Regions from separate parts of the Mus musculus genome. Here all the other regions are linked to region 1. A link is a contact called in public promoter capture Hi-C data. All regions are on one chromosome and are shown on one strand. Each heading gives the region's core, a stretch centred on a gene start, on an enhancer-like site or on the middle of the called end of the contact. The rest is flanking DNA. Distances are from core to core; before and after follow the strand shown. Region 1 holds the start of Gpr156 (G protein-coupled receptor 156). Region 2 holds the start of Polq (polymerase (DNA directed), theta). Region 3 holds the start of Arhgap31 (Rho GTPase activating protein 31). Region 4 holds the start of Tmem39a (transmembrane protein 39a). Region 5 overlaps Cd80 (CD80 antigen). Region 6 holds the start of Stxbp5l (syntaxin binding protein 5-like).

Region 1 (3,925 bases), core at 811-3,310:
ATGGAAGCAAGAACCCAACCTGAGGCATCTGTCTGCATGTGCCTGTACACACACATACACACACACTCTCATATATATACACACACATTCACACACAAACACATACATACATGTGCGCGCACACACATAGACATATGGAAACACACACTCTCACACATACACACATACTCACAAATACTCACACACATACACACATGTACATGCATGCACACACACACACTACATACACTCTCTATCACACACAAACATGCATGCACGCACAAGGGTATTTTTTTAACGGTGAATCTGAGGAGAGAGGGCACTTCTTAGGGGCCTCTATTTCTTCCAATAAAACTTTCAAATGCCCTTATGGACAAATAGCAAGAAAATGTAATAGAGGAGCCCTCATCGTGAAACAGTGTAGTCCTTAGGCCTAGCATAGTAGCACACACCTTTAATTCCAGCACCTGGAAAGTAGAGGTACCTGGATCTCTGTGAGTTCAAGGCTACCTGATCTACAGATCAAATTCCAGGATAGCCAAGGCTGTACAAAGAAACCCGGTCCTGAGAAACCAAAACAAATCAAAACAAAATGGTGTGTCTGAGGCCGCTTCTTTTTAGTTAACTTCATTCCTTTGCTCATTCTTCCACTCTCTAGGACAGAAGTTGCTTTTAGCTATTTGCCCTCCTGGTCTCTGCTGAAGGACATTCCTGTTTTCCCAAGACTGGGCTTCTCTATTCCCAAGTTTCCATAAAGGCTTTGCCTCTGACCAGACCAACTCTAGGGAACAGAGAGAAGCTAAAGCTGGGGGCAATGATAGAGAAGCAGAAAGAATATGCCAGATACAGTGGTGGTCCTGCAGGGGAATCACACAGACAAAATGGGACCAGGGAGCCCCCTCTCTTTCTGAGAGAGTCCCAACTCAAGCCAGCCTGCCAAGGCACTTTATATCCCAGAGTCAAAGTGTCTACAGCCCCCAGACAAGTGATTCCCTCCTCATTTATCTGGATACACCCATTTGTTCCTTCTGCAGCAGTTAAAACTACAAACTTGGAAGCCTGGCTGGTGTTCCAACTCCTGGGAGAATCCAGCTATTGGTGGAGAAAAGGTGTTTCTCCCCCACCCTCTTTGGCGGCCTTGCTGCTTAATTAACACACCAACAAATATGGTGGTTTTAAACTCCCATCTGAAAACTCTTCTTTTTCAATGAAGTATTCACACTCTTAGCATCTCCCTCCACAGCTTGTTTAAGGAATACACTGGGAAAACAGGTTTATCAGAGGTACCTAGTTCTCATGCATCCAGAAAATAAACAAATGGGTAGAGTGGCTACACCGTCTTCCCTACACAGTTTAATCTCGAAATGTTAACAGGTAACAGAAAGCATTAAGGAAGTAGCACGTGATGCCCAACTTTCTAAGTGGAAGCCTCTACAACACGCTTGGAAACTGCTGCTGGTCAGATCCAAGGATGCTCAGGAGCCTGGGTCACTCCTCCAGTGCCCAGGAACAAAGCCTCCACACAGAACATAGGCGGTGTAGTAAAACTTTCTTCTCAGACTTCAGAGAGGGGGTGGGGGAACGTCAGCTCACCACCCTGCCCTCGGGGTGAGCTTGCACCTGCAGGGTAGATTTGGGGTCACGCTTGGAAATCACCCGAGTGTGGGAAATAGTTCTGAGATCTCCTTTTTGAGCACTTTGTTGCTTATTCAATAAAATAGAGAAGTCACACTGGGTTCACTCTCCCCTCCCCTTTTTCCTCCCAAATTATCAACGCCATCCCTGATGCGTGGCCACGCGCTCTTCCCTACTTTTTGGACTTCTTAAATCATTTCTGAATATCCTGCTCAGGTTTTGAATAGGAGAAGGGACTCCTGCCCTCTCCATTTCTTACTGGAGGTGTCTGTGTCCATAGGGAGGTCCTACAAAATCTGGGGTCTTCAAGGGCGCACTGTGCTCACCTTGCGGGGTCCCCGTCCGCAGAGATGCGCCGAGCCCGCGGCCGGGATTGGGACGCGCGTGCTCTTCCGGTCTCTGGTGGGCTCTCGGGTTTGGAAGGTGGCGGGAGGGACGCGGACCGCGCCCATCGCCTCGTAGACAGCCGGAGTGGCGGCTGTGCGGTGTGCGCGGTGCCCTGCGGGTCGCCTCCTCCTCTGTCTGACCGCCGTCCCTCCTCTGGCGCCACCCCGCGCCGCGACCGGACCCTGCGCTCGGCTGCAGGCCTCTCTACTCCGGAGTCCCTTTACTCCCGCATCCTCCACTCCTCCAAAGACGTCCACTCCTGTTTGAGCGGTTCTCTGGGCGACTTCCTGCTGCTGTGCTCAAAGAGCCGCTTGCAGCGCCGGTCTGAGGAGCCCTGTAGCCCGAGGATGCTCAGACCTCCGGAGCAGGTCCTGTGCCTGGTTCCTCAGTCTCAGATCCCGGTTTCTGGTTTTTTGTTTGTTTGTTTGTTTGTTTGTTTGTTTGTTTTGTTTTGCTTTGTTTTTGTTTTGTTTTGATACGGGGGGAGGTTATCCATTAGCTTTCCCTTGGCCTTTTGCATTTCTCCTTCCCTCTTCTTTTTCTTACTCCCCGCCTTTCCCTCTCATCTCTTCTTTTTCCTCATTCTTCATTTTTTATTTGGGCATTTTTTGATTCTTTACATTGAGCTTGTGTTTATTTTAGAAAGACAAGAATGTTGCTTATAATAGGAATGCGTGTGTGTGTGTCTGTGTGTCTGTGTGTGTGTGCATGTGTTTTCCCGTGACAAGGTTTCTCTGTGTAACAGCCCTGGCTGGCCTGGAATTCACTTTGGAGACCAGGCTGGCCTCGAACTCACAGAGTTCGACTGCCTCTGCCGCTGGAGGGCTGGGATTAAAGGCTTGCATTTCAAACACCACATTTTGACCACATATTTTAGGGACAGGAGGGGAGGGGGAACCGAGTAGGACTTCAGGGTTCAGATCACACATGGTAAGGAGGATTGGCTTTAAAATTTTTTAACCCCTCCCTCACTATTTCACCCAAAGGCTTCTTTTCACAGGAAAATACTTCATTGGAGAGGAAAATATGGGGAAAGAAATGAAGCAAACGTTTTATTCAGGACAATGCGTGTTTCTCACATCTTGTCCTGAATGTGAGACACTGAGCAAAATGTGAGTTTCTGTTCTGTGCAGTTAGATGCTGTCATTGGGGAGGCCCCCTTTGATTCTCCACTTTTGGGGTTACTCAGTTTAAAAGCCCAGGACAGGGATGTTGGAACAATGCCTCATGTGGTAGAGCAATCACTCTGGAAGCGTGAGGACCTGCTGGGGTTCCCCAACAAAAGCCTCTGCCTGTAATCTCAAGGCTGGAGGCAGCGAAGGGGACAGGCAGATTTCTGGGGTTTGCTGGACGGCCAGTTTACATTGGTAAGCTTTAGGTGCAGTGGGAGTGTCTGTCTCAGAATCACTGTGGAGCATAATTGAGGGAGACAACTACCATCAGTGCTCTGCACTCCACGTGTATGCACGCACAGTCACGTTTCTGGCACAGTCTTTCTCCATCACTCTCACTTCAGTGTCCAAAGCTGGATCTTGAGTCTGTCGCTCCCCATTAAGAATTTCCCCTCTGATCTCCGTTGCCTGTTCTCTTACCTCAGACTCCCCCAGAAAACAATAACCAGTTACTCTCACTGCTCTTCTATATCGGACTCCCTTTTCCAGCTTGCCCCCCCCTTCTCCCTCACCCCATTGTCCTTTTTCCATTGAGTTATCCCGCAGCCCCTCAATTACTGCGCACCAATTTTCATCTCCCACCTGGATCTACCATATTTACCTAAGAGGTGTTTCTGGAGACTCTTCTCTGCATTCCCACACTGCTGCCCTTGTTAAGTTTTAATTACCTTGGGCTGGATCATTTTAATAGTTTCCTAACAGGTTTTTTTTGCCTCCGGTCTCCCCACCATCAGCACAGACTTAAGAACGCC
Region 2 (3,925 bases), core at 883-3,382, 900 kb after region 1:
CCTCCACTCTCCCTCCAATTTACAAATCCAAGCAGCCAGTAAATGATAGAGTTCCCAAACCCAATCATTCTGAACTTATATCTACCTAGTTGTTACTGTGGTTCTTTTTCATAGCCTTATAAAAAACATCTGAATGGCTCAGAACTTCAGAGGAAACTGGCACAAAGGAACTGTATCTTATATTTGATCCTTAAGTCACTTCAGTAAACATAGGTTAAAAATTGTTCATATCAGAGTTGCTCTTGAAAACCCATGTAAACCTTATAAAGTATACGACATATTGTTTTGTAAGTATGACCCTGCACAATCACCTCAGTTATGAATACAAAAGTTAAAAGCAACTGAGATCAAATGAGGAAAGAGCAGGCTGGCATCTCTTACAGACTCACTCAGACATACGTTAAGCATTACAGACTCAGACTCACTGAGACATACGTTAAATTAAACAAGCAGAATTTTTCCTACATACGTTGCAAATGTCCTTGTTTCCCTCCTCTACCACACAACAGAACTTTCATGATGTCAGGATGCAAATGATGACATTCCTCCTGTTTAAAAAATGTAACCAACCCAAAAGAGAATTGTTCACACTGATAATTTTAGTGAAAGGAGTTTACATAAATTTGAATACCTGAATAAACTAGATTCTTTCCTTCCAAGACGTGACCAAGCAAAAGGCATTCTGCCTGCCATTCGAACATCTTTCTTACACCAAAACTATGGTATTTCTCCAGAACTGCTTTAGGAAGTCCCCAATTTGCCAACAGCAGCTGGTCTATCTGGTCATCAGAAACTCTTCGCTTGTTTGTTCCTTTCAGAAAAACAAAAACAATTTAATTACCTCCAACATACAAGTTTAGTAGTTAAACCTGTTTGAATTCCTACCAAACTTAAAACACATCTTCACTTCTAGAGACCTATTAAGAAACTGATCCTATACAGAAAAATGCTAGCAATTTTTTATTTACTAGATGAAAATTTGAAAACTCTTAAGAGCCACAAACAAAAGTGTGCTATAGCTGGGCGGTGGTGGCACAAGCCTTTAATCCTAGCACTTGGGAGGCAGAGGCAGATGGATTTCTGAGTTCAAGGCCAGCCTGGTCTACAAAGTTGAGTTCCAGGACAGCCAGGCTATACTGAGAAACCCTGTCTCGAAAAAACCAAAAAGTGTGCTATACACACTGAATAAAAAGTTTGTACAGATGTGGAGGTAGAAGGGTGATTAAGCATTACAAAGCTGTTAGATGAGTTTCTCTTTACGATTTAGTACTGAGGTATCTGCATAACCAAGGGCAAAGAATTATGAAATGCACTGGTGTAGGCCTATAATCCCAACATTTACGGATAAACACCCTTGGTCCGAGATCGAGACAGCACCCAGCCTGACCTAGAGCAAGCCCTTATCTCAAAAAAGCAAACAAGAACTGGGTTAAGGTTCTAAGACAACATGTGCCTTCCAGCTTTGCTCTTTGCAGTCCAAAGAGCCTGCATCCTACACCACACCCAGAAATTTGGTACTTATATATATGAAGTTGTACCACTGGACATTTATCCTAAGCAAACCCTCGACATGGTGACAGGATCTGGCCAACTTGGAAGTTGTTTCTGGGAAGGTGTAAAGACCCAAAAACCAAAGAACGCCCATATCTACTGGGGCAGTGGTGGACTAAAACACCATCAGCTGTGCATGCTGGCCAAGAGGGAAGCCATCCCCAGGGTTGAGTCCCAGGCCGGGTACTGGATAGCAGCCCTGCCTCCAGCTATCCAGCTCCGGTGCGGGAGTGCATGGCCCTGATACTCTCGCAGCCCATCTCAACCCCTGCTGCCCTCGGCCGCGTCGGCCCCGCGGGTCGAGTACCTGTCCCTGTGAGCCTCCGGCCGCGTCCCAGCCCCGGAGGTGGACTCAGCACCGGTCCACACCGGAGCTGAGGGCTAACAAAGCTATCACCATCTCCCGAGAACGTGTCGGAGCCGGACGATGAACGCCGCCGTTTCCTACTCCGGCGCGGAAGACTCATTGCAAACAAGCTCCTCTCGACTGTTCAGGACACGACACAGTCCCATAGGCCTCCCGCGCGGGAGAACCCCAACCTAGTGACAGCTACCGCCTCCATCTTCCCGCCTCCATCTTCAAATGCAGGCCTCCCAGCACGCCCCGGAACCACAGAGTTCTCCTGGCTAGAATAACCCGACTACCATAGAGTGGTGAGGGACGGAACAGCCCGCGCTGATATCTGGCTTCCGGCCTCCGCTGGCGGCTGGGGATAGAAAAGGGGATAGAGTGCTGGAGACATTAAAAGGAACGGAGCATCTGACTGCATTCGTAGATTGTTCTAAAAACATTCCTCCTGTTTTTACTTATTTCTGGTTTGAATCGGAAGCTAATGAGTTGCCCTTATGTGAATAGATTAGGAAAGTATCTCTTCTTTACTATTGTATTGTGTTTGTTTCTTTTTTGTTTCTTCAGATTGTGTAAAAAAAAAAAAAAAAGTAGGGTTTTTTGGTAGAGCGTAATTTGTGCGGTTTTCCTCTTGTCAAATACGTGAATTAAAATAACAGATGGGGGTGGAGTAGAGGACACGCCCGGGTTAAACATTCCAGGCTGTAGACTGGTTCAGTGTCAATTATTTTGGGTTATCTCGGCCCCTTAAATAGCCACTTGTTTGGTCACACAACTCTGTCATGTTCTTGTGACTATTAAGTAAGTCGTTTGGGAATGTACGAATTTGGGAATGTAGCTTCCACCAACCCAAAAGCTAAGCATGTTATATGCATCTGAGCCTTACAGCAGAAGTTTCTCTTGATTTGCTGGATCTAACCTACCTGAAGTTTCCATTAACATCAATGTATCTTTAAACGTCTTCAGTTATAGCTCTCTTTGCTCGGAAATATAAAAACTCTGTAAAACTGCTACCACAAAACAGTATATAGAACAATTTAAATTTGTCCCTGGGGCCATAGTAACTCATATTTGTTCCAGAATAAATTTTCTTATTCCCTCTGAGTTGAGAACTGCACTTCTGTGTTGGCAGTTGATAGGGAAGGGATTATTTCTGCGGTTATATCCTGAGGATTGTATGATCAGAACTGGAGATTCTGGATAGATCCCTTTGGTGTTGAAAGAGGAGGCTCTGAAAGCACATGAGGGGTCATTCTGAACAAGGAAGTTAGTTATAGATGTGCTTTGACCAACTTCTGGACGTAAATCGGTGCCTGGTACTTGCCTAGTTCCACAGTTCATCTCACCAAGCCAACAAGTGGGTGACAAGCCTATCCTGAAGAAATTATGGCCATTGGTTTGGGGGAAGGATGTGGGGAGTGAATTTAGGAAGTGGTTAAACAATATTCTAAAATCCCACCAGAGGGAGGCATTACTCCATGAAAGAAACGCTTCCTTCCTTTATGCATTTATTCACTAGGAAATTATTGGGCATCAACAGTACACTAGTCTCAGTGTCAGTGATGCAGGGTGGAACGCTTCCTGCTCTGAAAGATACTGGTACAAACATTGACTAAATTAATTATTAATTTAAATTGTGACTACTGCTCAGGGAGAAATTCCTAGGAACAGAGGACTATCAAAGGAATCCTGACTTATAGTCTCAGTGGAAACTAAAAGTCCAGCTGTAGACCTACACAGTCTGGGTCTGGGTTTAGAATGTATTGACTGTGCTATCTTGGGCATCTTGCATAACCCCTCAGTATTCCCACATCATATGAGAAGAGTAGGAGTCTATTATCTGTGGATGAGTATACAGAATGCTGAGACCAGGGCTGCCACATAAGTTCTGTTCAGAGAAAATTACATTACATATTTTAACAAGCCCTAATAATAATTCAAGACTGTAATGAAGAAAGAATAAGCCAGAGAAGTCTCTTACGATTAGCCCATCGAATACTAACTTACTTTATTATGTGAACCATG
Region 3 (3,925 bases), core at 435-2,934, 800 kb before region 1:
AGGGGGAACTGTGGGAAGCCGCCCCCACATTCGCCGTCACAAGATGGCGCTGACATCCTGTGTTCTAAGTTGGTAAACAAATAATCTGCGCATGAGCCAAGGGTATTTACGACTACTTGTACTCTGTTTTTCCCGTGAACGTCAGCTCGGCCATGGGCTGCAGCCAATCAGGGAGTGATGCGTCCTAGGCAATTGTTGTTCTCTTTTAAATAGAAGGGGTTTCGTTTTTCTCTCTCTCTTGCTTCTTACACTCTGGCCCCAAAAAGATGTAAGCAATAAAGCTTTGCCGTAGAAGATTCTGGTTGTTGTGTTCTTCCTGGCCGGTCGTGAGAACGCGACGAATAACAGACAGGCAGAGGTGCCTCCAAACTAGAAGGCTTGTCTTGAAAGCCAGCCGCCGTGTCTTAACGTATGGCACTCCTTGTTTTACGAGAACGCACTTGTGGTATAAGCAGAGCTTCCTTCCCACAGGAGACGACAGAAATCCAGCTTTCTTACGGAGAAACATCTTAATTCTTTAGTGTTGGCTAAATTTTTTTTTAAACAATATGTTCCAAACAAAACACATCTGTAGGCCAAATTTGGTAGGCTGGCTATCAGGTTATGTCTGGACATAGAGAGAAGGTCAGAGTTCAAAGTTCATAAACTGCCATGATGGCTTTTAAGAGGAATCAGTAACTAAAATGCAACACATAATACTTTTGCCAGCTATATGAATGTACCTACCCTTCAAGCCTATATATGGATTTGAATGGATGCAGGAAGTTTAATCTAATCTTTGAGTTGTCAAGGCACAAGACTTTAAGTGTTCACTGTGTGCTGAGTACACACGAGTCAAGGAATTCCAACTAAAGCAGGAAAAACATGCCGGGGTGAAAACATACGCCTCAAGTTTTAAAACAACCTGGGAGACTGGCAAAATGTCAGCGCCCCTTAAATCTTGGTTTCTTTACTCAAATCTCTTGCAGTTAGTAAGATCGGGATGTGTGTGTGCGTGTGTGTGTGTGTGTGTGTGTGTGTGTGTGTGTGTGTGTGCCTGAACTTGAGTTTGTAACTAGAAATATAACTTCTTCCTGGGCAGTGGTTACAAAGCTGCACCTCTCTCTCGCCCGAGGGTATCCTAACCTCAGCGTGGGAGAGGAGACGTCTGGGCTTCAGGGACCGCAGACCCAGGCAAAGAGAGATGGGAGTGGCCAACGTAAAGGCTTTGCCGGTCAGGTTTCTGGAATCCCAGTCTTTGTTACTGTCACTACACTTAAGTGTCGACGGAGGAGAAAGGCAGGCACTGAAATAGAAAGTGTCAGGACTGGGATGACAAGGAGAGCAATTCCATGAGCACCCATCCCGAGCCCTCCCTGCAGAGTCCGGCGCCGCCTCCTGCGCTGTGCAAAGAGCCTGACTGGCGGCAGGAAGCGGGCGGGCGGCCGCGGCTCCTCGCGAGGCCGATTTCCTCCGGGACGGCCCTGGGCGATACTCTGGACTAGCAGAGCCACTTCGGGAGAGCGCGATCTCTCCCCCAGCCCGCGCAGCTCAACCCACCCACTTACTTCCTTCGACTGCACTCACAAACACACACACACACACACACACACACACACAGCTGCCAAAAATTTCCAACCTCCGCCCCCCTCCGGAGCTGACTTCCTTCCAGCGCTTCCTGAGCTGGACGATCCTGGGATTTGTAAGACAGGAAAAAAGGGACGGCGCAAGGGCGGGCAAGGGGACGTGATGCTGGCTGTTCGCGGTCCTCCAGCGCTCTGAAGGCAGAGCGCGGGCCTAGGGCGGAGCACACTCAGCCCCGGGGCGGTCCCCTAACCGCCGCGCCCCGGCCCCGGCTCCTCGCAAGGCTCAGCCGAGAAGCGCGGGGAGACGCCGCCGGAGCCCGAGTAGGGAGGTGACACCCGCCCGGGGCGGTGCACGGCCCAATCTGCGCGCCCATGCGGACCCGCGGCGCCGCTCTGCCCTGGTGACCCGACCCCGAAACCCTCATCAGCGGTGCGGAGCAGAGAGCGCAGACGGAGGGGCAGCCTCTGTGGGGCTAACTCATGAAGAACAAGGGTGCCAAGCAGAAGCTGAAACGAAAGGGAGCCGCCAGTGCGTTTGGATGTGACCTGACGGAGTATCTGGAAAGTTCGGGACAGGATGGTAATGTACCCCCCCCCCTTTTTTTTTTTTGTTTAAGAGCGATGGATTTCTCTTGGGGTGTGCTGGATGCAGTTCACAAGTTAATGTGTTCCAGGCTCGTGCGCTCACTGTACTTTAATAGGAAAAAAAAAAAAAAAAAAAAAAGACAGTTCTTAACCACATCGCCTCCACCCCACAGTGCAGGAGCTGGGTCTGTCCATCCGACGTGTCACAGGAGCGGTGGATGAGCAGTGGTGTAGCTGTGGCGTTTACTGGCCATTTCTGAGGCTGAAGCCCCGGGAGGGAGGCTCGGGTCTTAAACTTTGGGTATTGAAAGGGAAAGATGAGGGGGTGACTGACGTGTGGTGAATCTCTCTGGATGTATCATTGTGATCATCTTAAATGTGCCTCCTGTACTGGAAGGTTTCACCGGCTCACATCCTTTTTTATTAATGTGGTAGGAGGCAGTGTGCTGGGGGTGGGGCGGGGAATCCTGGCTGGGGGAGTGCTTGCACAAACATTTTCTGTATTTCTGAGTTGATGCCAAATATACAGTACCTCCCCCGACCCCCCCCCCACCTCACCACCACCACCCTTTACCTCCTCCTGCCTTTTCAGAGGGGCCTTTGGTGTGTCCTGCGAGCAGTGTGTCGTAAGAAGGTCAGAGGGCCTCAGCTTTAAAAGAGTTTAGGATATAGAAGAGCGTCTCTGGTTTTTTTTTTTTTAAGTCAGCTTGGAAAAAGAAAAAGAGGAGCCAGTGGAAACAGTTTAAACATTTGGTGGGTGGGGAAAAATGAAAACAAACTATACTGGGATAACACCGTCTTGGAGGGTAAAAGTTTTTAATATAGCAAAGGTGGGGGAATGGGGCATGAAATGACTCCTTTTGTAAAGTTGACTGGTTCTGGACTTTAAAAAAAAAGGCTTCTTTGGAAACTTCAGAGAAAGAGAAAAGAGCCCACTACACATATCTCATATCTATCATTATACATAGATAAATACAACAAAAGAACACTTAGGGCCATGTAACTGCTCAGAATAATTCTGCCTCAGGAAAACTCTCCCTGAAACAACTGGGTTTGTCCATATCAAGTGTGCATCCCAGAAACAGTGCAGGGCCTTTGTTTCATTTCCCCTTTTTGAAGACTCAGCACCCCTAGCAATTTGCAGTGGTGTGATATTCCTGTGGTATTCGGGAGTCCAGAGTCTGCTGTGTCATTAGGACAAATGGCTTAGTATTTCAGAGCTTCAGGGGAACTACTGGTTTTCAAAACCGACTCTGAAATTGAGGCATAACTGAAGTCAATTCGTTTAAATCTCAACAACACTCCGGAGAGGTCTTTTTGAAATAAAATCACTTGGACTGAGTTGTTTGTTGGGTTTTTTTTCCCCCCTTTTAAAACTTGACAGAGCCCCAAGTACACATCTTAACCACAGTGGTTAAGAACAAAATGTTTGTCTCTGCTTGTTTTTACGGGGGTCTCTTCGTGTTAACCTGTAGGTACACTGGGCATGCTTCTGAGGTGCCACCTTCTGTGACGTTGGAGCTGTTCTGAGGCATCTACACACACACACACACACACACACAGAGAGAGAGAGAGAGAGAGAGAGAGAGAGAGGCACAATCACAGGGACGCACACACACACACACACACACACACACACACACACACACACACGCTGTGAGGGTTGTATAATGCTTGCTCGCCATGGCCCGTTCCTATAAAGTCCTAGTTTAAGGAAGAACCTGAAAACCCTGGGGCTCTGGGAAAGAATTTAAGAGGAGCCCTCAGGCGACGCC
Region 4 (3,925 bases), core at 476-2,975, 650 kb before region 1:
GGAAAAGAAAAGAGAAATGGACACTTCTACTTTGTGGTCCCTGCGTAACATCATTCTACCTGCAAAGAACTCTGAAAAGTGAAACACTAAGTTTTCAGTCTTCAAAGGCAGAATTCCTACTTCAGTGATAAGTTTGATAAGCAAACATTTGAATAGAATTATTTTGTATTAGTCTCACTGATAACAGGCTATTACAAATCATGCCAAGTGTTAAGCATAGAATTATATGTTCTTTACCTGTTCCTCAAGCCCGTCCCATTGCCACAGCCGCCGCCGACCAACGTCTGTATGGAAGGTAAAGCTGACCGGCTTAGCTGCTGCCGACTGGGACCCCGCCTTCTACTGGGCATGTCCAGGAACCAGGTAATTTCCAGTGCCACCTGAAGTTGCCACCCAGGCTGATGACTGTCAACTTATTTCAAATCTGAATAATATTAAAAAAGAAAGAAAGATTGTAACTTTTTCTAGAAGTCAGTATAACAAGCAAATGTTAAAACTCAGTGAGCAGATCTTATAAAATCCAGATTGAATTTTCAAATAAATGTTCCTGTCCCTATATACTGCTTGGATCTGGGGTAAGGTCAGAGGTTTAAATTCTGAGCTCAGCTGTATTCAGCATTAAGGCAACTCCCGGCTGGTGTCTTGTCTTGCTGACTTTTTCTTAAATAAAACAAGACTACAATCTACAAGGTGGCATTCTACAAGAAACACCACAACTTACTCGATTCTAATTTGCAATTTCACATTAAAATCACTTGAAATACAGGAAATATCTCTGTCCAAAATATGAGGTTGTTATCAAGGAATCTGACTAAGATTTGCCGCAGGTTTCTGACCTTGACCAAGTCATTTAACCAGAGTTTGTTTCTTCATTTCACTCAAATGGTTGCCCGTTTCAGAAAAGCTTCTGTAAAACCGCTAAGAAATTAAATGAACGTGCAAAATTAAAGGGCTAAAGAGATCTTCAGGGGGGAGGTGGGCGGACGACGACATTATGTTTTCCTCAATTTCGGCAAACATGGTTCTGCCAACATATACCACGTATTTCCTAAATACGACTAAAAATACTCTGAAAAAAAAAATTTTTTTTTTTGCTTAACATTACTACTGTAGAGGGATCCGAGGTTCCCTAGTCCACTGTAGGCTAACAAACGCCAGGTGGGACAAAGACTCCAAACTGTTAAAGGCAAAGAAAGCTGATCCCTGCTCAATTAAAGAGAAAGTACGGTGAGGGCAAAAGGCTGGGGCGCATCAGCGTAAGATTGTTCGAGGTGGAAGGCGAGAAACCACAAACTTGACTGGACTAAACCTCCAAGACGGAATCACCTAGTGGTCTCAGGCCGGCGGCCGAAAGAGCCGAAGCACGCCAGGGCCGGCGAGATGACAAAGCAGGTTAAGTAAAACTCACGCATGGGACAGGCTGGCCACGGAGAGGGATCCCTGGGAGGAGGCGGCGGCTTCACAGCCGCGACCCCGGGCACCCAAACTCACTCCCTCCTCTAAAGCGCTCCAAAAACAGCTGCCGGGACGCAGGCAGGATCCCACTGGACAGTCGAAGAAAGCTCTCGGGTCGCTAGGTTACCAGACCCAGACCGGGAGTCCGTGCCAGAGCCAGAGCTAAAGTCAGAAGCACAGTCCGACCCCATCACCAAGACTCATCATCCTCAGCCTCCATCGCCCGGGAGCTGAGGAGACGTGGCAGCGCACAGCGATGACGTCAGCTCTGCGTCGCGCTGGCCCCCGGAAACAGGCTTGCGGCCAGCAGAGCTGGCTCGCCCTCCTCCCGGCGCACCTGCGCAGTGGGACTCTCCGGCGCCCGGGCTTTCCGGCCCATACGTGCCCGGCGGAGTTTTTCTGTTTGTTGGTTAGTTTGGTTTTTGGTTGTTTTTTTCCCCAAATTTTCCCTGGCTCCAGTCAGCTAGTGTCTAGAGAAATGCTTGGAGAAGAGAAGGGAAATTCGGAGATGCCACCTAAGATCACGTCTTTCATATGCAAACGACTGTGACAAGCACGTCGGACGCCTGCCCCTTGCAGGGACTGAATATTAAATAATGAACTAGGTAGATAATAGAAATAAAGAATGAGTTCTAGAAAAGTTAAGTCTAATAAATAAGAGAACGCAGCAACAAGCTTCAGTAATGCTGTTAAGAACAATAAATTCACAGTTAGAAGTATATCTGAGCAGAGCAGTGGTGGCGCACGCCTTTAATCCCAGCACTTGGGAGGCAGAGGCAGGTGGATTTCTGAGTTCGAGGCCAGCATGGTCTACAGAGTGAGTTCCAGGACAGCCAGGGCTACACAGAGAAACCTTGTGTCAAAAAAAAAAAAAAAAACGAAACAAAACTACATCTGAGGTCCAGGGATGGCACTAGTGCCAATACTGTAAAGGGTCTGAAGCTCCAAAGATGAGTAAGCTGTTTTCCGAGGACAGTACGTGGTAAATAAAAAGATATGGAGTCTCAATTGTACAGCTTACTTTACCATGCTGAGTTCAATCCCTAGCCTTCACCCTACCCCCCCCCCCAAAAAAAAGATAGGCAGCCCAATGTTGCCCAGAACTGTCAGTAGTTTGATATCAAAATGAAGCAAGCCTGATAGGGCTGGAGAGTTGGCTCAGCAGTTAAAGAGCACTGAATGGTCCTGAGTTCAATTCCCAGAAATCACATGGTGGCTCACAACCATCTGTAATGGGACTTGATGCCCTCATCTGGTGTGTCTGAAGACAGCTACAGTGCACTCACATATATAAAATAAATAAATCTTTAAAGTAGAAAAAGGTAAAATAAAGAAGAATAAGCCTGGTGTGCCGGTGGAGGCCAGGGGGATGCAAATTATAACTACATTGAGATGCCATCTCACCTCAGTCAGATTTGCTATCATCAAGAAAAAAGATAAATAGATATAAATAAATCAAAATGTTGGCTAGGATGGAGAGGAGAAGGATCCTTACTCACAGTTGGTGTCAGTATAGAAAGGTGTAACCACTGTGGCCTTCATGATGGAGGTGTTTGAAAATGAAAACAAACAAAAATCACAATGACAGGACCTGGCTGTACCAGTCCTGACCATATGCACCCAAAGATAGTTGCACATCCATGTTTACTACCGTTTCATTCACAACAGCAAGGAAATTGAGTCAGTCTACATGTGCATCTTCAGATGGGTGGATCATTAAAAAACCCACGATGGTTTTTACTAAGCTTTAAAGAAAAATGATGATAGAACTGGAAAATATTATATCAAGTAAGGCAACAAGTTTGAAAAGAGAAATGCCACGTGTTCCCTCACATATGCATATTGTTTATGTGTGGGGGGTGGGGTGGGGGGGCATGTGAATGCCAGGCCAAGAGTGTGGAGGTCATAGGACAACCTTGGGTACTTTCCACCTAGTCTGAGACAGTTCTCCTTGTTATTGGTTGTTTCGTATGACAGGCTATGTGGCCTTTGAGCTTCTGGGGAGTCTCCTGCCTCTGCCTCCCATCCTCCCACAGGCCTGCTAGAATCAGATGTCTACTACCACATCCAACTTGGCATAGCTCCTGGAGGACTCCTGGCCTCACGTTTGCATCACAAGCACTTTACACACAGCCTCTCCCCAATTGTGCATCTTGAATTGTATACCTGTGTGTTTGTGTAGAAAAGAGTATGGATACCAATCAGGGAACTAGAACTCGACCCAGAGAATGAGAAATGAGGCTTTAAGGAAGCAGCAGGTGAGGGCGGGTGAGATGGCTCAGTGGTCAAAAGCACTGACTGCTCTTCCAGAGTTCCTGAGTTCAAATTCCAGCAACCACATGGTGGCTCACAACCATTTGTAATGGGATCTGAAGACAGCTACAGTTTTTTTAAAAAGGAGGAAAGTGAAGGAGGAAAGGTACTGTACTAGCTGGATGTTAGCAGGACAAGGGGACAACCAAAACTAAGT
Region 5 (3,925 bases), core at 636-3,135, 560 kb before region 1:
CAAACTCTTATGCACTATAAAGTGACTAACCACGGTGCATGAAGCTAGAATTTTTTTTTCCCCAACACATTATTTTTTGTTGTTCTTTGTTTTAGGGACATTTTTAGAGATAGTGTCTCTCTCTCTATGTAGCTCTGATTGTCCTGGAACTTGCTGTGTAGACCAAGCTGACCTCGAACTCACAAGATTCTCTGCCAGGATGGGTAATATACCCAGAGGGGCCCCCACCTGCTCAGAGGAGAAGGGGAGGGGAAGGTGGGGAAAGATTGAGGAAGGGTGTGACCAAGAGGTGGGCAGTGAGTGGATGTAAGGTGAATAAGTAAAACAATAAAAAGAACCACATATATGTTGGATACTTATAATCCTGGCACTTCAGAGCTAGGAGAATAGCAAGTTTGAGGCTGGCTTGTCCTACACTGGGAGGCTCTGTCTCAAAATACCAAAGGCTGAGGATGTAGCTCAATGGTAGGACACATGCACATCATATGCAAGGCCCCGAGTTTGATGGCCAACACAGAAAGAAGTGCATCAAGTTTACGCTGTCGACCATCTTTAAGTTTACAGGGGAGAAACATCTCCACATTGTTGTGAAACAGACTTCTGGAGATGTTGGTATGTGTCACAAATCTCCGCACCCATTAAACAACCGACTCGCTCTCCACTTCCCTCACCCCTGAAGCTGCCACTCTGCTGTTTGCCTCGGTGAGGCTGACTACTTCAAATCTACTGGCCTTCTTGTGGTTGGCCTGTTTACTTAATATTACGTCTTTAAGGTTTGTTCATCTCGTGTTATATGACGAGTTCCTTGCCATGTGACATAACAGTCACAAATAATCTGTCTCTTTGTCTATCATCTAATCTATCCATCTATGTGTATGTGTACATACACATATATTTATATGTATATATATAAATAAACATATATATTTTTCCAATTTGCATGTTGTATAATTATACATACACATACGATTTATCTTCTCATCTGCTGATGGACATCTGGGCTGCTTCCCTCGCTTGTCTAATCTTGGGTAGTTGGGATAGTGGATGATATTGCTGTGAACATGGGTCTGCAGATGGCTCATCATAACCCTGATAACCCTTCATGTGGACATTTTCACAAAGTAGAATTCCTGTGTCATATAATATTTCTATTTTCATCTTTTGAAAACATCTGTTATTTTCCATAGAGGCTGTACTTCCAGTGCTTTTGAGAAGGATCTGGAAGCCACTGATTAGAAAGCTAAATACAGCCGGGCAGTGGTGGCACACGCCTTTAATCCCAGCACTTCGGAGGCAGCAGAGGCAGGCCAGCCTGGTCTACAGAGTGAGTTTCAGCCAGAGCTACCCAGAGAAACCCTGTCTTGAAAAAAACAAAAAAGAAAGCTAAATACAATCAAACGAAACAAAACAAAACAAAACAAAACAAAACAAAAACCAAAACCAACTTGATTCTGCAATAATCAAGACCACTGAAATCAGACTCATGAACTAAGCATTATAATACAGTCCAGACCCCTGCATTTTCTGAGGGTTTTCCAATGACAAGCAGGATTTAGCATTAATATGAACCTTCTCTCAACTCAGGTAGGTTTTGGTCCTATCTCAGGATAGCCTTGAACTCCCTATGTAGCCGACGGTGACTTCCTGTCCACACCTCCCGAGTCCTGGGGTTATAAGCAAACACCATCACGCCTGGAGTCCTAGTGCTTCTTATGTGCTCTATCGAACATATTGAAGCCCGGAAGATAAGATAGCCTTGACCAGAACTCCAGAGACTGTGCATCATTTGCTTACAGAACACGCACCACAGCCAAGGGCCTACCACGCCCTTCCTTTCTGGTTCCTCTGTGTCATTCTTTGAATGGGAACAATTGCGAGTTGATCTACTCCCCCCCACCCCCAGCTGTGAGGTAGAGGTCACCCTGCTTTACAGAGGTCTTAGCTGGGACTCAGATGTTTAGGCAGCTTGCAGCAGATGGGGCTATGACCCCATGCCCTGTGACTCTCCATCATGAAGGAACAAAGGAGGCAGAGAAGAGAAAATATAAATTTAAAAGAGGGCCATATTAAATAAGACATACAACAGGACGTCCTTATTCTTGGAGTCCACATTTGTTAATTTTCCTATTCTCCAAAATTGTTTACAGTTTATTTGGGGAATGGCAGGATCTTGCTATGTAGCTCTGGTTGGCCTCAAACTGATAGCAATTCTTTGGCCTTGACCCCTTAAATACTAGGATTACAGAAATGTACCATCATGCACAGCTCCAAAATTTATTTGCAACCCAGAATCAATACTTGTAGGATTGTAGACATAGGGAGAAGAGCAACACCCAGGAATGCCTAACATATCCAACAGAGGTAAGCATGGCATTCGGACATCTTGTTCAGCTTTGATGCTGCAACAAGGATGCTTTTGCCTCACTCCAGTCTCCTTAGCCCTATACTCTCCACATAACACAACTCTGTATTTTTTTTTAAAGATCTACCCAATGGGACTTTCCTCTTCATTTCTTCTACAGCTCTTTCCCCATGTTACACACACACACACACACACACACACACACACACACACACACACAGAGAGAGAGAGAGAGAGAGAGAGAGAGAGAGTTGCACAGAGCTACATTTTTTTGTTGTTGTTGTTTTGGTTTGAGACAGGGTCTCTATAGGTAGCTCAAGCTGATCATCTTGATCCTCCTGCCTCAGCCTCCTAAGTCATGGGAAAGGTGTGAGCCAACATACCTGCTACTAACATGGCTTTGGATGCTCTCACCTTCCTACCACATGGTTTGATTTGCGAAGAACAAAGGCCACTAAAGCAAGCACTAGATTAGAGAATGACATTAGGAGAGCTGAGACATGCCCCGCTTCATCTAACTCTTCTGATTAGGCAGCCTAAGGTGAGTCCAATATTTTAGGAGCAACCATATACCTTGAATACCTATTACTACATTGGCAAATAAACTGCCAACTTTTTACCACCTGGTTAAGCATCCTTGAATGTGGATGGCACTACAGAGAGTAGTCCCGAATCTTCTTCTCTCCCTCGCCTTCAAATGATAACAAATGGTGAGCGTTCTAAATGTATAGAGAAGCAGCGACTTGTTTTACCTACCCATCCAAATGCCTGTGGACCACGAGTCAGAGACAGGACACCCCAGAAGTGGGATGGTCCTCCAGTCCCATGAGAAGGCAGATGGCTTTTCAGAGACCCCAATGAAAGGGCCAGGGCAAGTTAAAGAATCTGCAGAGCCCCGAAGGAACGTGGAGGACAAAGTTGAGGCCTGTGGAGTCCGAGGGGCACCACCAGAACTGTTTTATTTTACAGATGAGAAAACTAGGCCAAGCAAAAGTTTGACCTATGCATTTATTTCTGGCCCAGACTTTTAAGGCCACTCTCCATTGAGTGCCCTAATCGTTGGTGTTTGTTGTCTACTTGATGGGATCTAGAATCACCTGAGACAGCAGTGCTGGCTCCCAAGGAAACCAAGGACAAATGACTAAATGTGGAGCCAATTTGTCATCCATGCTGACCACCTGATCTCTCAGTATTGCAAGTACCTGTTACAGAGTCCTGGCTCCTCCCAGCCCTCTCACCCCTCTCAACCTTCCCTCCTCCAGCTTCTGATTCCTTATAACCCAGCCATTTCAGCCACGCAGTCTCTTGATCCTGGCTCCTCTCTCTATCTCTTTGTTTCATTCCCTCTCCTGGTCTCTCTTCTCCCTCCCTCCCTCCCTCCCTCCCTCCCTCCCTCCCTCCCTCCCTCCCTCCCTCCCTCCCCCTCCTTCCTTCCCTCTCCTCTTCTTTTTCTCTCTTACTCCCTCTCTCTCCTCCCATGGCCCTGGTCTATTCTGCTGACCATGTTCAATCTGCTACTTTCTGGACTCTTCCACATGCCTCTGCCTGTGCTCTCCCCCCTGT
Region 6 (3,925 bases), core at 849-3,348, 530 kb after region 1:
ACTTTCTAATATTTATTGGAAACGTGTATATTTTGACACAACATTTCTTCTACTTTTCATACCTATTTGTCATCCCATCTGGACTGCTGTGTGTTTTATAGCTTTTTTTTTTAACTTAGCAGGTTGTTGAATTCCCTTCATGATCTTTGTTAACTTGTTTAATATGCTTTTCCTTTATCAGTTCTGGTTTTTTTTTTTTTTCATAGAATACATTTGTGATAGTATGATGCTTGTGATGAGTGACCTAAGTTTTGTTTGTAAACATTTTATGTCTCTTTGCTGAACTGGAATATCTTCTTCCTTCACTTTTACCAAAAGGCCAGACCTCCACATGCTGTGGGCTTGTTTTCATATTGACCCTTAAGTAGGTAGGTCAAATTTTGCTGAAGCAAAGAAAGCATTCTAAATCCATCACTCTATTTAATAATGGTTAACTCACCAAATCGCCTCCTTTCAAAGAAAAGCTAGACGTAAAAAGAGGAAGAAAATCTTTTAGCTCTCATTAACTCCGATGTTTGGAAATGAACAATGGGCCAGAAAGGAAAAAAAAAAAAAAAAAAAAGGCAACAGGAGACAGCAAAAGACAGGTATTGTTAGGTATCTGATATAGGATTTAGAAGCACTTCAAGATCCAGTTTATAACACATATGAAATTTGTTTCCATACTTATTTTTCACTCCTCCCAAGCATGATAAGTTAGATATCATCTCATAAATCTTTATCTTATAGCCAGTAACTAATCCATTGTCTAAAGCCCTTTGAATGCTCTTTCTAAGAGAAATACTGTGCCAGGTACTAAATTAACTAGAAGCACAAAGTTCTACTCCTTAATGGTTATTAAGAAAATCACTATCTGGGTTTGACCGTGAAAGTGTGAGAGGGTTACAAAAAGAAGTGCTGCAAGTGTTAAGGAGTAGAACATTCAAAATGAGAATGTGAATACCGAGCTGAGTTTCCGAAAATCTGAGCGCGATTTGATCGCCATGGTTTCTTTGCTATTTGCCTGAGTAATTCATAAGGCATTCAAGTCTTCCCTTTCTCCCCTCTCATCTCTGACAGAGAAAGGGATGGGTCTGGAAGTGGTGTTTCATACCTAAGATGTAGGACAGTAAATATTTGGGACGATTTCTAATGATCCCTGTTGCTTAGATTAAAGTGTACAGTTAGTTATGGACCTTGAGCCTTTTACCAAAAGCCAGTCAGGGCTCAGAACTACATCACCTTCTTCACAATGGTGCGATGTTTCTTTTTCCTGTATGGAATAGAGTATTTTCCAAAATGATTCAAATGAGAAAAAAGCTTAAGATGCATCTTGTCATGATTTGAGAGAAATGTTTCCTCAAAAATTTAATTTGTCTATGTGGAGAAGGGGAACGCTGGTCTATTTCCATAGGCTGTATAAAGTAGGCAAATCATTTCCTTAAGATTTGGAAGCCAACATTTCCACCGAAAACCAATTCATTTTGGTACAGATGACTTAATGGAGAGAACTAACAGTTTGTAGGGATTATTTACAAATCTACGTTCAACGCATATAGCAGGGCAGCGAGATCGTCTATTAGATGCACCTGGCCCTGGTGAGCAGAAATAGATTCAAGGGGTGCTGGGGGGTGGGGGAAGGCTGCAAAATAAGCCCGGTCCAAAAGCCGGGTCCACAATACAGTCCAGAGCACGACCTAAGGTAACCCTTTCTGCAGCCTGGGACTCCCGGAGCGCAAGTTCTCAAGCTTGCAAGCATTCTATTGATTCACACTTGCGTCCTTCAACAGGTAGCACCAATTACAGCCCCCAAAGCACGGCGCCAAGGCATACTGGCTAGTATGGCTGTCAATCAAATACATCACCTACTTTCCTAAATGATCCCCTCCTCCTGTCACTGGCTTTTTCTCTGACCTATCCCCAAACTTCTTTCCTGCCTGGAATCCCTAAGACTTAGGTCAGTGGAGCTTGTGATTGGCGAGAGGATGTCCCGCCCCCCTGGTGCCCAGAGTGCCCCGCCCCCGGCGCGAGAGTCTGGGAGGGAGGAGGGTGCGGGCCGACTGGGGCGGGGCCTACCTCCCACGGCGGGGGCGGAGCCTGAGACAGACCCGCCCGCTCGGTTAGGACCTCGGAGAGCGCCAGGCACCAGGACCAGAGGGACCCGAGAAGCGGCCGGATCCGGGCTGGACCTTCGCCCGCCTGTGAGCCTGCAGCCTCCGCGCCCTCCGCCTCACGGGCTGGCCGGCGGCTAGTGGCGTCTGAGGAAGGTGCTAAGTCTGGGGTCCCCAGGGACACCCGTGCTGTCCCATCGCGGCTTGCCCTCACACCTGTGCGCACGCCTGTGTGTGTGTGTGTGTGTGTGTGTGTGTGTGTGTGTGTGTGTGTGTGTGTGTGCCTGTGCAAGAGGGAGAGCGCGCCCGCGCAGCTGTCTGAGGTGCGTGTGGCTTCCCGGCTGTCTGTGAGGGCTCCAGGGCTCGTAGCCCGCGGTGGTAGCCTCAGCGCCCTGCTTGGCTGGGAGGGAGCGAGAGAGCCAGCTCTGCGCGCCCCGCAGGCTGAGGCGGGACTCGGGCCGCAGGCGTCACCGCCTCACATCCCCCGGAGAGCCGCTGCTGTGCAGAGGGGGAGCCGGGCGGGGAGGGGACACGGGAGACCAGAGGCGGGAGAGGGGCAGAAGAGAGGAGCTGGGGACAGGTGGAGGCAGGCGGTCCCCGCTCGCCCCTCCCGTCGGCTGTGGCCGTGAGTCACCGCAGATGTTTTGGGGTCTAGGTTTTTGGGTATATGGGATGGAAAAAAGCCATTTTTTTTCCTGTCCCCTAGTTTCTATTGAGAAAAAGGAAGCTTTGAAGATGATGGGATTGTGTGGGGGGGAGCCCCAAACATGGTGGAAGAGTAAATACTGGTTCCCCTACAACATCGTTTTTTCCGATAATAAAAATTTATGAGTTGACCCTGAAGAAGGAAAGCCCCCCTTTCAGAACAGTCCATAGGGTCTTGGTCTGTTGGGCTCTGGTTTGATTGTATAATAATGATGATATAATGCTAATGACGATGATGACACGGCCTTTTATTTTTACCCCAGTGCTGATAAAGCATAGCTACAGCTGGGGATAAAGCCCTTGAAAATCTGAATGTGCGAAGGAAGGAATACTGTTGCTCTTGGAGTTGTGTTCTCTTTATCTTATAAAGATATCCCTTTTAAAGTTAAAATTTGAGGACATGAAGCCCGAACCCCTCTTCCCCGTCGATTACATCCAATGCTCATAAAATGGGGACTAGCTACTCCTGCCTTGACTAATGAAAAGATAGAGGCTTTTGCCCCGTAAAATTCCATGTTTGTGACCACTTCTCTTTTCCTTTTAATTTTTCGACAGTGTTTAAAATGAAGAAGTTTAATTTCCGAAAAGTTTTGGATGGCTTAACTGCCTCTTCCCCTGGCAGTGGTAGCAGCAGTGGCAGTAACAGTGGTGGGGCTGGAAGTGGCTCTGTCCATCCAGGAGGGACTGCAGGGCTTCCGAGAGAGGAAATTCAGGAAAGCCTGACTTCAGACTATTTCCAGATTTGCAAGGTAAGTTTTGAATTGGCTTTAGGGCCTGTTATATTTCTACTTTACTGTTGTGAAGAAACAAGGAGACACACACACACACACACATACATTTGCAGGGCTGGAAATTGTTGAGACGTCAGTATCAAAGAGCCTAGTACTAAGTTGATTTGAATGAATAAAAACACTTTAGATATTAACTTTGGCATCGGTTTATAAGCAACAATGGTATTTTAAAGAGAAGGAAAAGACACACAAAAAGTAGTATTTCCAAGGTGTTAAAGCCAAATAAGTGGACAAAATACGTTTGTGTATACGTACTAAACTGAAGGAGAAATGACAGCCATTTGGCTTCCTGGGTTTTCATTCTGAGAAACTGTTATTCCTTTTCTCTGTCTAGTTGTA

What was found. Promoter capture Hi-C pulls out the DNA fragments that hold promoters and counts their contacts. Capture Hi-C pulls out chosen DNA fragments and counts their contacts.
Region 2: a promoter capture Hi-C map of pancreatic islet shows a contact between it and region 1. The contact joins the promoter of Polq here to the promoter of Gpr156 in region 1. A contact is called at or near these places in 2 of 39 promoter capture datasets (hippocampal neurons and liver) and 1 of 9 other capture datasets (pancreatic islet).
Region 3: a contact with region 1 is called in a promoter capture Hi-C map of hippocampal neurons, with 2.4 times the contacts expected there. The contact joins the promoter of Arhgap31 here to the promoter of Gpr156 in region 1. A contact is called at or near these places in 1 of 39 promoter capture datasets (hippocampal neurons) and 1 of 9 other capture datasets (embryonic stem cells).
Region 4: a contact with region 1 is called in a promoter capture Hi-C map of adipose tissue. The contact joins the promoter of Tmem39a here to the promoter of Gpr156 in region 1. A contact is called at or near these places in 2 of 39 promoter capture datasets (cranial neural crest and hippocampal neurons) and 1 of 9 other capture datasets (adipose tissue).
Region 5: a promoter capture Hi-C map of embryonic stem cells shows a contact between it and region 1. The contact joins the enhancer-like site here to the promoter of Gpr156 in region 1. A contact is called at or near these places in 4 of 39 promoter capture datasets (the 3T3-L1 cell line, embryonic stem cells, hippocampal neurons and 1 more), 8 of 484 Hi-C or Micro-C datasets (differentiating embryonic stem cells, embryonic stem cells and reprogramming fibroblasts), 4 of 115 datasets of contacts at active chromatin or transcription factors (embryonic forebrain, embryonic stem cells and neural tube) and 1 of 9 other capture datasets (embryonic stem cells).
Region 6: a promoter capture Hi-C map of liver shows a contact between it and region 1, with 2.5 times the contacts expected there. The contact joins the promoter of Stxbp5l here to the promoter of Gpr156 in region 1. A contact is called at or near these places in 3 of 39 promoter capture datasets (HPC-7-derived erythroid cells, hippocampal neurons and liver), 1 of 115 datasets of contacts at active chromatin or transcription factors (embryonic forebrain) and 1 of 9 other capture datasets (embryonic stem cells).

What each region holds. Positions count from the first base shown.
Region 1 is chr16:37,914,631-37,918,555 of GRCm38.p6, reverse strand. It overlaps Gpr156 (G protein-coupled receptor 156), which reads right to left and starts at 2,060. Exons shown (of 10, transcript NM_153394.2): 1 at 1,941-2,060.
Region 2 is chr16:37,009,993-37,013,917 of GRCm38.p6, reverse strand. It overlaps Polq (polymerase (DNA directed), theta), which reads right to left and starts at 2,132. Exons shown (of 30, transcript NM_029977.2): 1 at 1,859-2,132; 2 at 632-811. The coding sequence starts at 2,018.
Region 3 is chr16:38,710,794-38,714,718 of GRCm38.p6, reverse strand. Arhgap31 (Rho GTPase activating protein 31) reads left to right here and starts at 1,684. Exons shown (of 12, transcript NM_020260.2): 1 at 1,684-2,145. The coding sequence starts at 2,046.
Region 4 is chr16:38,560,614-38,564,538 of GRCm38.p6, reverse strand. Tmem39a (transmembrane protein 39a) reads right to left here and starts at 1,725. Exons shown (of 9, transcript NM_026407.3): 1 at 1,409-1,725; 2 at 238-424. The coding sequence starts at 350.
Region 5 is chr16:38,469,896-38,473,820 of GRCm38.p6, reverse strand. The region is part of intron 1 of Cd80 (CD80 antigen); the gene reads right to left. Among named protein-coding and RNA genes, the nearest start is that of Gm41453, 11 kb to the left of the region's middle. Within about 2 kb of position 1,885, at least 8 of the 459 cell types and tissues checked have an H3K27ac peak or open chromatin away from gene starts, as enhancers often do. A contact at or near this core is called in embryonic stem cells, where this site is marked.
Region 6 is chr16:37,383,131-37,387,055 of GRCm38.p6, reverse strand. Stxbp5l (syntaxin binding protein 5-like) reads left to right here and starts at 2,098. Exons shown (of 28, transcript NM_172440.3): 1 at 2,098-2,246; 2 at 3,351-3,544. The coding sequence starts at 3,359.